Regions from separate parts of the Mus musculus genome. Here regions 2 and 3 are each linked to region 1. The links are chromatin contacts, called in public promoter capture Hi-C maps. All regions are on one chromosome and are shown on one strand. The core of a region is the stretch at or near the end of the contact, and the rest is flanking DNA. Distances in the headings are between cores, read along the strand shown.

Region 1 (2,700 bases), core at 69-2,568:
GAAGCTGCAGTTGCTTTTACTAGTGGTCCCGCCTGCCTTTCCAGGCCAGACTGCCAAGAGAAAGCTTAACACCTTGATAGAGTTTCCTGTATGGTCCAGGCTGGCGGCATATGTCTAGTGTATGCTAGTGAGTTCTAGGGAGTACCAGAGCTGGAAGGAGGCCCAGGACCCATCTGGTTCCCCTGCCTTCAGGAAGTGTCTTTCTTTTCTCATTTGCAGGAAGGGGAAGGGCAGGCAGGAGGTCTCCTGTCACCAAGCACAGAGCCATGCAGCCCTAACCCTCCCAGTGGCGTCAGCAGCTCCTCTGCTTAGCCAAACACCCCCTCCCAATCCTGAAACCAAAGTTAGATTTCTTAAACCAGACCCACAAGCTAGAATACAGTGGAGATTCCAATTCTACTCCATCCCTCTTGGCCAAAGGGAACCTGATAAAAAGATACCGATCGCTCCCCGCCCACGCTCCTCCCACCCACCCCCCAACCCCCCCCCCCACCCCCGCGCCCCATGCAGACCTAGTGGAACAAGAAAGAAGTCGGACCACTGTACCTCCTCTGGGGTCCAAGTCCGAGGCTGCAGTGACACACACACAGGGAAGGAAGCAGAGAGTCACTCTTGGAGCCTGGCAGGGCTGGTTCCTGGCTAACTAGGCGCTTTCCCAATCTCCAAGCATTTCCAGGCCAGCCACCCTCCCCTCAGAGGAGAGTAACAGGTACAGTTCCCATAGCCCTGCGGATCCAGGATCGGCTGCCTCCACTAGAAGGGTCCAGGCAGCATGGCGCTCAAGGGGCACTCACTGGAAGAAGTTTGCCAACTGCCCCACCCAAGCTACATCCTCCTCACCCCTTAGTAACCCCGGGGAGAGAACTGACTTCCAGCGTTGCGGATACCTAGGGTGGCCCCAGGAACTGGAGCTGGTTGCATTTTTGCTCCCTGGAAGCAGAGAATTCAAGAAGGCTGATTGGGTCCGGGGTTGGATCTGGGGATTGCCCCACTACATAAAGGGGCCAGGGTGCAGTGACCCTGAAGACAGTCCTCAACTGCTGAGGTTTACTGGGTGCATCAACCCCAGGTGCTCTGGCACCAGCCCTCTCCCCCAGGACACACACTCACCGCTCAGCAGGCGACCCTTCGAATCCCTCGGTTTGGCCAGCAGCACCGCCAGCAACATAGCCTGCAGCGCTGCTCCCGGCTGCATGGCTGGACTCCAGTGCCTCCCGACACCCTGGGACTAAGGCAGAGAAGTGGGCAAGTAGACGACTGCGTTTGAGCAACTGCAACCAAGGCAGCTGCATCTCCCAAGGATCCACAGACCCCGCACTGGGCGGAGTCCGGGAGGGCTCTGAGTCGTTGGTTGCCCATCCACCCCCTGGGACGTCACTGCGGGGGAAGGCAGCCCCTTGGGCTGGCCCGCCCCCAACGTCTAGTGCTCTGGACTCCAGAAACTGCTAACTCAGGGGGAGTAGCCAACGGAAGGGGCCGCTCTTTGCAGAGAGCCGCCCAGGGAGATTCTGAGTTTGCCTAAGAGAAAAATCCCACTAGTTTTTGAACTCCCAGAAGGTGGAAAGCGGGTACTGTACTTTCAAACAGTATAGCCTCTTGCCCTCATCACTACCCAGCTCTAGTGGGCTAAAGTAGCAAAACCCCTACTTACACCACAGTAAGCGTCAGACCAGGGCAGCACCTGGGAAAGAACTTGAGCAAGGGAGGAACAGATTCTCAAGCAGGCAGTGTGTCTACTGACTAGAGGCATTTCAGACTTGGCCTGAGGGAGACCTCCAGCAGAAGCTAGAGTATTCCAGATCTCAACCAGAAAGACACTTTGCTTTGTGTAGGGCACATATTGGAAGATAGGAGTGGTTTAGTGGAGTTCAGCTTTTGGTGGACAGAAAAATGACTCCCGTTGCAAAGAATGATCCTATTCTTCCTATGGAAGCTTTCATAACCAACCCAAGTGTATGCTCCCCTTTACACTCCCACAGTAGTTGTGTTTACATGTGTGTTCTCAAATACATTCGCACAGTAGATCCAGTCTCCCATCGAAAATCTATGAAGTAGAAAGCTGAGAGTTCATTGATCTTTCCGGTATACTATGGTATTGCGAAGCGTAGCAGAAACCACATCTCGGTTACTGCCTTCTGGATTTTGGTTCCAGTTTGCTTCTGTTTTCCTGTTTATCCAGCTTTTCAGCAGAGCAGTCAGAAAAGCAGAGAAGGGGCCCTGAGAAATGGACCAGTGGTTAAGAGCAGTCATTACTCTTGCATAGGACTGGGTTCAATCCCAGCACCGGGCAGTGGCTCACAATCAACTGTAACTCCAGTTCCAGGGATCTCCTGTCTTCTTCTGGCCCAGAGGCACGAGGCTTGCATGTGATGCACATACATACATACATACATGCTGGGAAAACACCCACAACACATAAAATGCAAATAAATAAATCTTTTAAGAAACGAAGCAGAGGTGCTTCCACACTCTTGACACACTTGTTCTAAACAGGCCTGAGATAAAGCAGGAGTAGGGATGGATCTGTCTTAGCTCCAGCTGAGAACAGAGCAGGAGCTGTGTGATTACAGAACCCCGGCACCAACAGGTGGGGACTGGCAACCCTTTCCTGTGTTCCGGTTAGACTATCTCACACCAACCATTCTCTCTAGACTGTCTCCCCAGCAAAGCAACTGTGGTGGTGGTGGGACACAGAAGTGG
Region 2 (2,700 bases), core at 177-2,676, 2.0 Mb before region 1:
AAAGGTCAAGCTCTCAGTGCAAGAATTTTCCCTGCCATCAACGATAAAAAAGGACAAAGGGTAAATTAGCAAGAGAAAAGATGACATTTGTATAATAAACATCTTGTTTATTGGTTTTATTGCCTGCTCCAGGAAGGATGCTGGAGACAGATAACATCTGTTCTAAATCCCTACTGATTGAATTACCTGTATCTGCACCCTTGTCTCTGTTAATTTTATACTTTATGGTATTGCTGCACTAATGGCATTCCATTTGGCTATGTAAAACACTTGCTTGCTCTGCTGGTCAAGTAACAAAAAGTGTATAAAGGGGACAAGGATGCTCTTACAGCACGCATCCCTCTCCTACAAAGAGTGTCACGTTGGTAATAATGCCCAGTGGCTGTCTTTCAGGTCAGCCTGTTTTGCAAAGTGAACGAGTGATCTCATCTTCGCGGAACACTCTTTTGACCTTCAACAATGAAATAGTTCTAAAAAGCTATGGCTAGCTGGACATAGTGGAATAAGTGTATAATTCCTGTATACAGGAGGCTGAGGCAGGAAGATAGCTATGAATTTGATGCCTTCCAGGGCTACAGAAACCACGTCTCAAAACAGAGCCAAAAAAATCACTGAAAACTTTAAAATTAAACAACGATAAAAAGCCTTTGGTGAAATTTATTTGTAATCTCTGATAGGAAGTGATAAGAATCTTGTTCTAGGGGATTGCCCGGTGGCTAGAAGCACTCGTTGCCCTTACTCAGGACCAGGACTCAATTCCCAGCATCCACATGGTGGCTCATGTCATCTGTAAGTCCAGTTTCAGGGACTGGACTTACTTGCCTGCTTCTGACTTCCATGGACACAGCCAAAACATTCATACGTATCTTAGAAAGAAGGTTTTATAAAAGAATGTCTGTAGCACTTACAGGACCGTTACACTAAGTATAAATTTGTACCATATCCATGTATCAATATACTTAATATGAGGCACTATTAACAAACACTATTAGAAAGGTGCAATTGTGGGGATCCTTTCACTTATGTCACTCTCTCGCACAATTCCAGAGGGCAAAATTCGGGTAGACTTAGCTGCTGAGCCCAATGAATGAATAACAAAAAAGATCGAGATGATTCTGTAAGTATCGAGCTAGATAATCTCACAGGAAAACCTGAGATTACTGAGTATAGGGAGGGCCATAAAGGATTATTACCTGAAACATTCCGCAGTTTCTAGCGAAACCAACCCAACCCTACCCAAAATACAAGAAGAAAAAAACCGGCGGGAACAGACTGGCGTTTGAAAACCTGTAGGGAGCAGATGACGCCTGCGCACTTTGGTGCCTTCTAGACGCCACTGAAACAGCGGACGCCTGACGGCGCGAGGCCTCCTGGGAACTGTAGTGTGACCCTCTCCTGTGCGCGAGCGCCGGACCCCGTAGAACTCAGTTTCCCGGCAGGCCCTGCGGTGAGGCCGCTGGCGGGACCGGAGCTGCGGCGCTGGCAGCGGGGTTGACCTATCCTGTTTGTGTGGGTACGCTTCGTGGCGATGGCCTCTTTCGTGACAGAAGTCTTGGCCCACTCGGGGAGCCTGGAGAAGGAGGATCTGGGCACCAGGATCAGCCGCCTGACCCGGCGGGTGGAGGAGATCAAGGTGAGGGCGGGCCACAGGCTGCTGCCGCTGGGGAGAGCCGGGTGCGGAGCCTCCTGAGTTGGAGGCTCAGAAGTGTTGGGGGGCTGTTTGGAGCACGGCCGCAGAGCGGTTGGAGACCAGGGCCTGGGATTGTGAGGAGGAAAGGCCGTGGCTGTTTAGTGGTGGGGAGTGGGGCCAAGTTGGGCAAAAGTGAGCCGCTGATGGAGAAGACTGAAGAAACCTGCGGAGCCGGAGGTGGGACTGGAAGCCCGGATGTCCACTTAGGACAGGACAGCCGCCCTATCTGTCATCTCTACCCACTCCTTCATTTATGGATGGATGTAATAATTCTAGGAAAGTCGCGTCGTTCTCCTCGGATTTTCTTTTAACTGGTTGAATATGTTTATAAAAGTATTACTTCACGCACGGAACTTGAGGCATGCTGAGGGCTGATGAGCTGGTACCGGCATGAATATGCAACTCACAGCCATAGTTTTACTTCGTATTAGTGCTACCTGGCAAGCCAGGTCTTCAGTGGCTTTCTTTGAAAATGACGTGTACCTCACTAAGTCTGGACTTGGTAGGCGCTACCTAACAACTTTCTTCTTCTTCTTTTTTTCTTTCTTTCTTTTCTTTTCTTTTTTTTTTCCTAGACAGGGTTTCTCCGTGTAATAGCCCTCGTTGTCCTGGATTCAAGCTTTGTAGAACTGGCTGGTGTCGAACTCACAGAAATTCGCCTGCCTCTGCCTCCCGAGTGCTGAAATGGAAGGTCTCCACCATCCCACCCGCTCCTAACAATTTTTGATGTTAGAGTTCTTAATTTTATGTATTCATGCCACTGGCATTTCTGTAGTGTGGCTTACGGTTTTTTGTTTTTTAATGATCTAGGATGAGGACATTGCACTAGTATTTGTTTCATACATAAGTTTGAATCTTCAGTCAACTGAGAACTACTTTCTGTGCCTCAAGCAGGCATAGTCCTTGCACCTCCAGCTTTTTACCACTTTAAATGTATTTCTACACACACACACACACACACACATACACACACACACACCTCTTCCATCTCAGTTGTAGCCTCCTGCATA
Region 3 (2,700 bases), core at 187-2,686, 2.3 Mb after region 1:
CCTGGAACTCACTTTGTAGATCAGGCTGCCCTCGAACTCAGAAATTGGCCTGCCTCTGCCTGGGATTAAAGGCATGTGCCACCATGCCTGACTATAATCCCAAATTTTAAGACATGTTAAAATCTCGACTGTGGCTGATTGAGGGAAAGTCCTAACCACAGCCCACAATCCCTTGCCTAAAACACCCAGTCTGCAACGCTGGAGAGGGTCTGTGCCCTGCCCCCAATTCCCCTTGCAGTTCCAAGACAGCCAGGACTACATGGAGAAACCCTGCCTTGGAAAAAAAAAAAAAAAACCCTTATGGAAAAAAAATTTAAACAAAAACAAGAAAATTAATCCTTTTTTTTTTTTTTTTTTTTTTTTTTTTTTTTTTTTACAAAGTGAGTTCCAGGGCAGCCAAAACTACACAGAGAAACCCTGTCTCGAAAAAAAAAAAATTTACTCCTATCTGTGTGCTAACACGTGGCTGGTTCTGACTCCCAGCTTCATGCTCCCAGGAATAAGACTTAGACTCAAAATATATTTACAAATACCTTGGCCATAAAGCCAGGGTTTTCTCTGACTAGATCATAACTTACATAATCGACATAAACCCATTATTTTAACCTACATTTTGCCACATGGCTGGCTATCAATGCTCAGGCACCATGAGTCGGTCTCCTCACATCTTCCCGGGCTATTCTCCCTTGGGACTCTATCCCAGAATCCTTTCTGCCTCCTGGATGTTCCACCTCCCATTTCCTGCCTAAGCCATAGGCCACAGACTTTTTAATTGACAGGTGATGCATCCATACAACACACAAGTATTCTCTCTACGCATGGCCACAGTGTCTTGAAGGAGAACCAAAGCCCAAGGCCCTGTTTATGGAAACTGTGATAATTTTGAAGGTCTTGACATTCACTTTGTCACCGAATTTCCTACAGAGATTCCGCCCCCACCCCCCGTAAAAATGCATTTAGTATGTAAGGAAAATATTTTCCTAGAAGTTCATCTTCCTCACAAATTATGTTCCATGCAAGAACATAGAACTGGGCAGGTCTGAATACTCTTCATTTTACATTGTTACACTCTGACATTGAGGTAATGTCGGCGTGCAGGATATTCAACATTCAAGTCAATAAAGCATGCATTAAATATGCAGTGTGCTTTCGGGTTCTGTGAAGTCCTCTATTTAAAACCCGTGTCAGGCTAAGGAGCTTAAATTTAGAAATAGCGTTAGTCTGAGACCTCATGTTACTTAGGCCTTCAGCAAGGCCCGTCACATGCCCGAGATCTCTCTGAGTTCCTTTCTCAAGTCCTCTGCCTCTATGGCACTGAGACTGGAAGAGAGCGAGATTTCTACCAGAACAAACATCAAAGTGAGAATGGTCAGGGTTGGGGGCGGGGCCTAAGAAGGTTGCTAGGGAAGGAGCTATTAAGTCATTTCCGACTGACTAAGTCGTTACCAAGGAAACAGCGGAGAGCGACAGAGATTGGCAAGTCAAGGGACATGTTCCCTCCCCAGCTCCTTTCTGCTCTGGTGTCTGGTTTGATCTTGGCCTGCTGAAAGACGCTAAATACTCACGATCTTAGTATGCTACCATCCTTCTCCATGCTCTGTTCCCCAAACCCCTCTCCTGGCACAGTTGCTCTGCTGTGATGGAAAAGCTTTCCTCTACCTCACCAACCCCCACTCCAGCCTCGCCCTAACTCAGGAGCTGCAGCTTCGGGGATATTGCTAACCCACCTCTCGCATTGGGTTTCCTCCACCCTGTTAAATGCAGTATGTGGTTTTAGATTTTTCTCCCTAAAATATTTAGAGATGGAGGGAGCATTCTAAAGGGTACATGCTTAGGATTTCTGTCTTGTCCCTCAGTATCAAGATGTATAGGTAAAGAGGAATAGCAAAATCGTGAAGACACATTTGCTGAAAAAAATAAAATTTAGTAAAGAGAACGGGAATACGGGTTTGGAGTTGGAGGAAACCACAGGACAAGGGTGTCCACTTGCAGGGCTCCCTCTGAATCCCAGCACAGGGCTATTGGTTTGAGACTGGCTGGTAGTCCTCTCCTAATTGGCAGTTCGCACCTGGGTGTAGTAAAGTCCTGACTTAAGCAATGGTTTCCTTGTGCTCCTTGGGTCTTAGAATTGAAGTATTTCCCACGTGGTTTGAAGCCTCATAGCAAACGGTTCTGCTCTGAATCATAAGTTTCCTTTACCCTCTCCTGCGCCTTTCATCTCTCCTTCTCTAACAATATTTTCACGTTTTAGTGCCTCATATTTAAAAAAGACAAGCCCTCTTGAGTCCAGCCTCATCTTCTGGCTACTGTGTCCCTGCTTCCACATAACAGCCCAGAGCCTACTTTGTCAATTCCTCAACAACCTCGGTCTTTTGCTCTGCGGCTCCACTGCTGGTAATCAGCAGTTAGGTCTCTCTCTCTCATTTTTGACTGTACTCATGCACATTTACCTGACCTGCCATTTAGTACACTAGCAACATTTAGTATAGTTGAACGTGCCAAGGCTTTTTGGTCTTCTTTCTCCTTTCACGAAGTGCCTTTGTTCCTCGGGATCGTTTCTGCGTTGCTGTGCTAGTCACGACAGAATGGCAATGCACACGCTACACCTTTAATTTGCATCATTAACACATCGCCATAGATCCTTAAATCTTAAGTCAACTAGAAAAAGTCATAAATACCGATTTAAAACATTTGATAGTT

Evidence for each region. Promoter capture Hi-C pulls out the DNA fragments that hold promoters and counts their contacts.
Region 2: a contact with region 1 is called in a promoter capture Hi-C map of liver, with 5 times the contacts expected there. The contact joins the promoter of Zw10 here to the promoter of Layn in region 1. A contact is called at or near these places in 2 of 39 promoter capture datasets (both in liver) and 1 of 9 other capture datasets (adipose tissue).
Region 3: a promoter capture Hi-C map of hippocampal neurons shows a contact between it and region 1, with 6 times the contacts expected there. The contact joins the promoter of 4930550C14Rik here to the promoter of Layn in region 1. A contact is called at or near these places in 3 of 39 promoter capture datasets (the 3T3-L1 cell line, cranial neural crest and hippocampal neurons).

What each region holds. Positions count from the first base shown.
Region 1 is chr9:51,075,776-51,078,475 of GRCm38.p6, forward strand. It overlaps Layn (layilin), which reads right to left and starts at 1,319. Exons shown (of 8, transcript NM_001033534.1): 1 at 1,111-1,319; 2 at 547-570. The coding sequence starts at 1,195.
Region 2 is chr9:49,054,155-49,056,854 of GRCm38.p6, forward strand. Zw10 (zw10 kinetochore protein) reads left to right here and starts at 1,427. Exons shown (of 16, transcript NM_012039.2): 1 at 1,427-1,633. The coding sequence starts at 1,529.
Region 3 is chr9:53,403,850-53,406,549 of GRCm38.p6, forward strand. 4930550C14Rik (RIKEN cDNA 4930550C14 gene) reads left to right here and starts at 1,437. Exons shown (of 9, transcript NM_001376944.1): 1 at 1,437-1,763.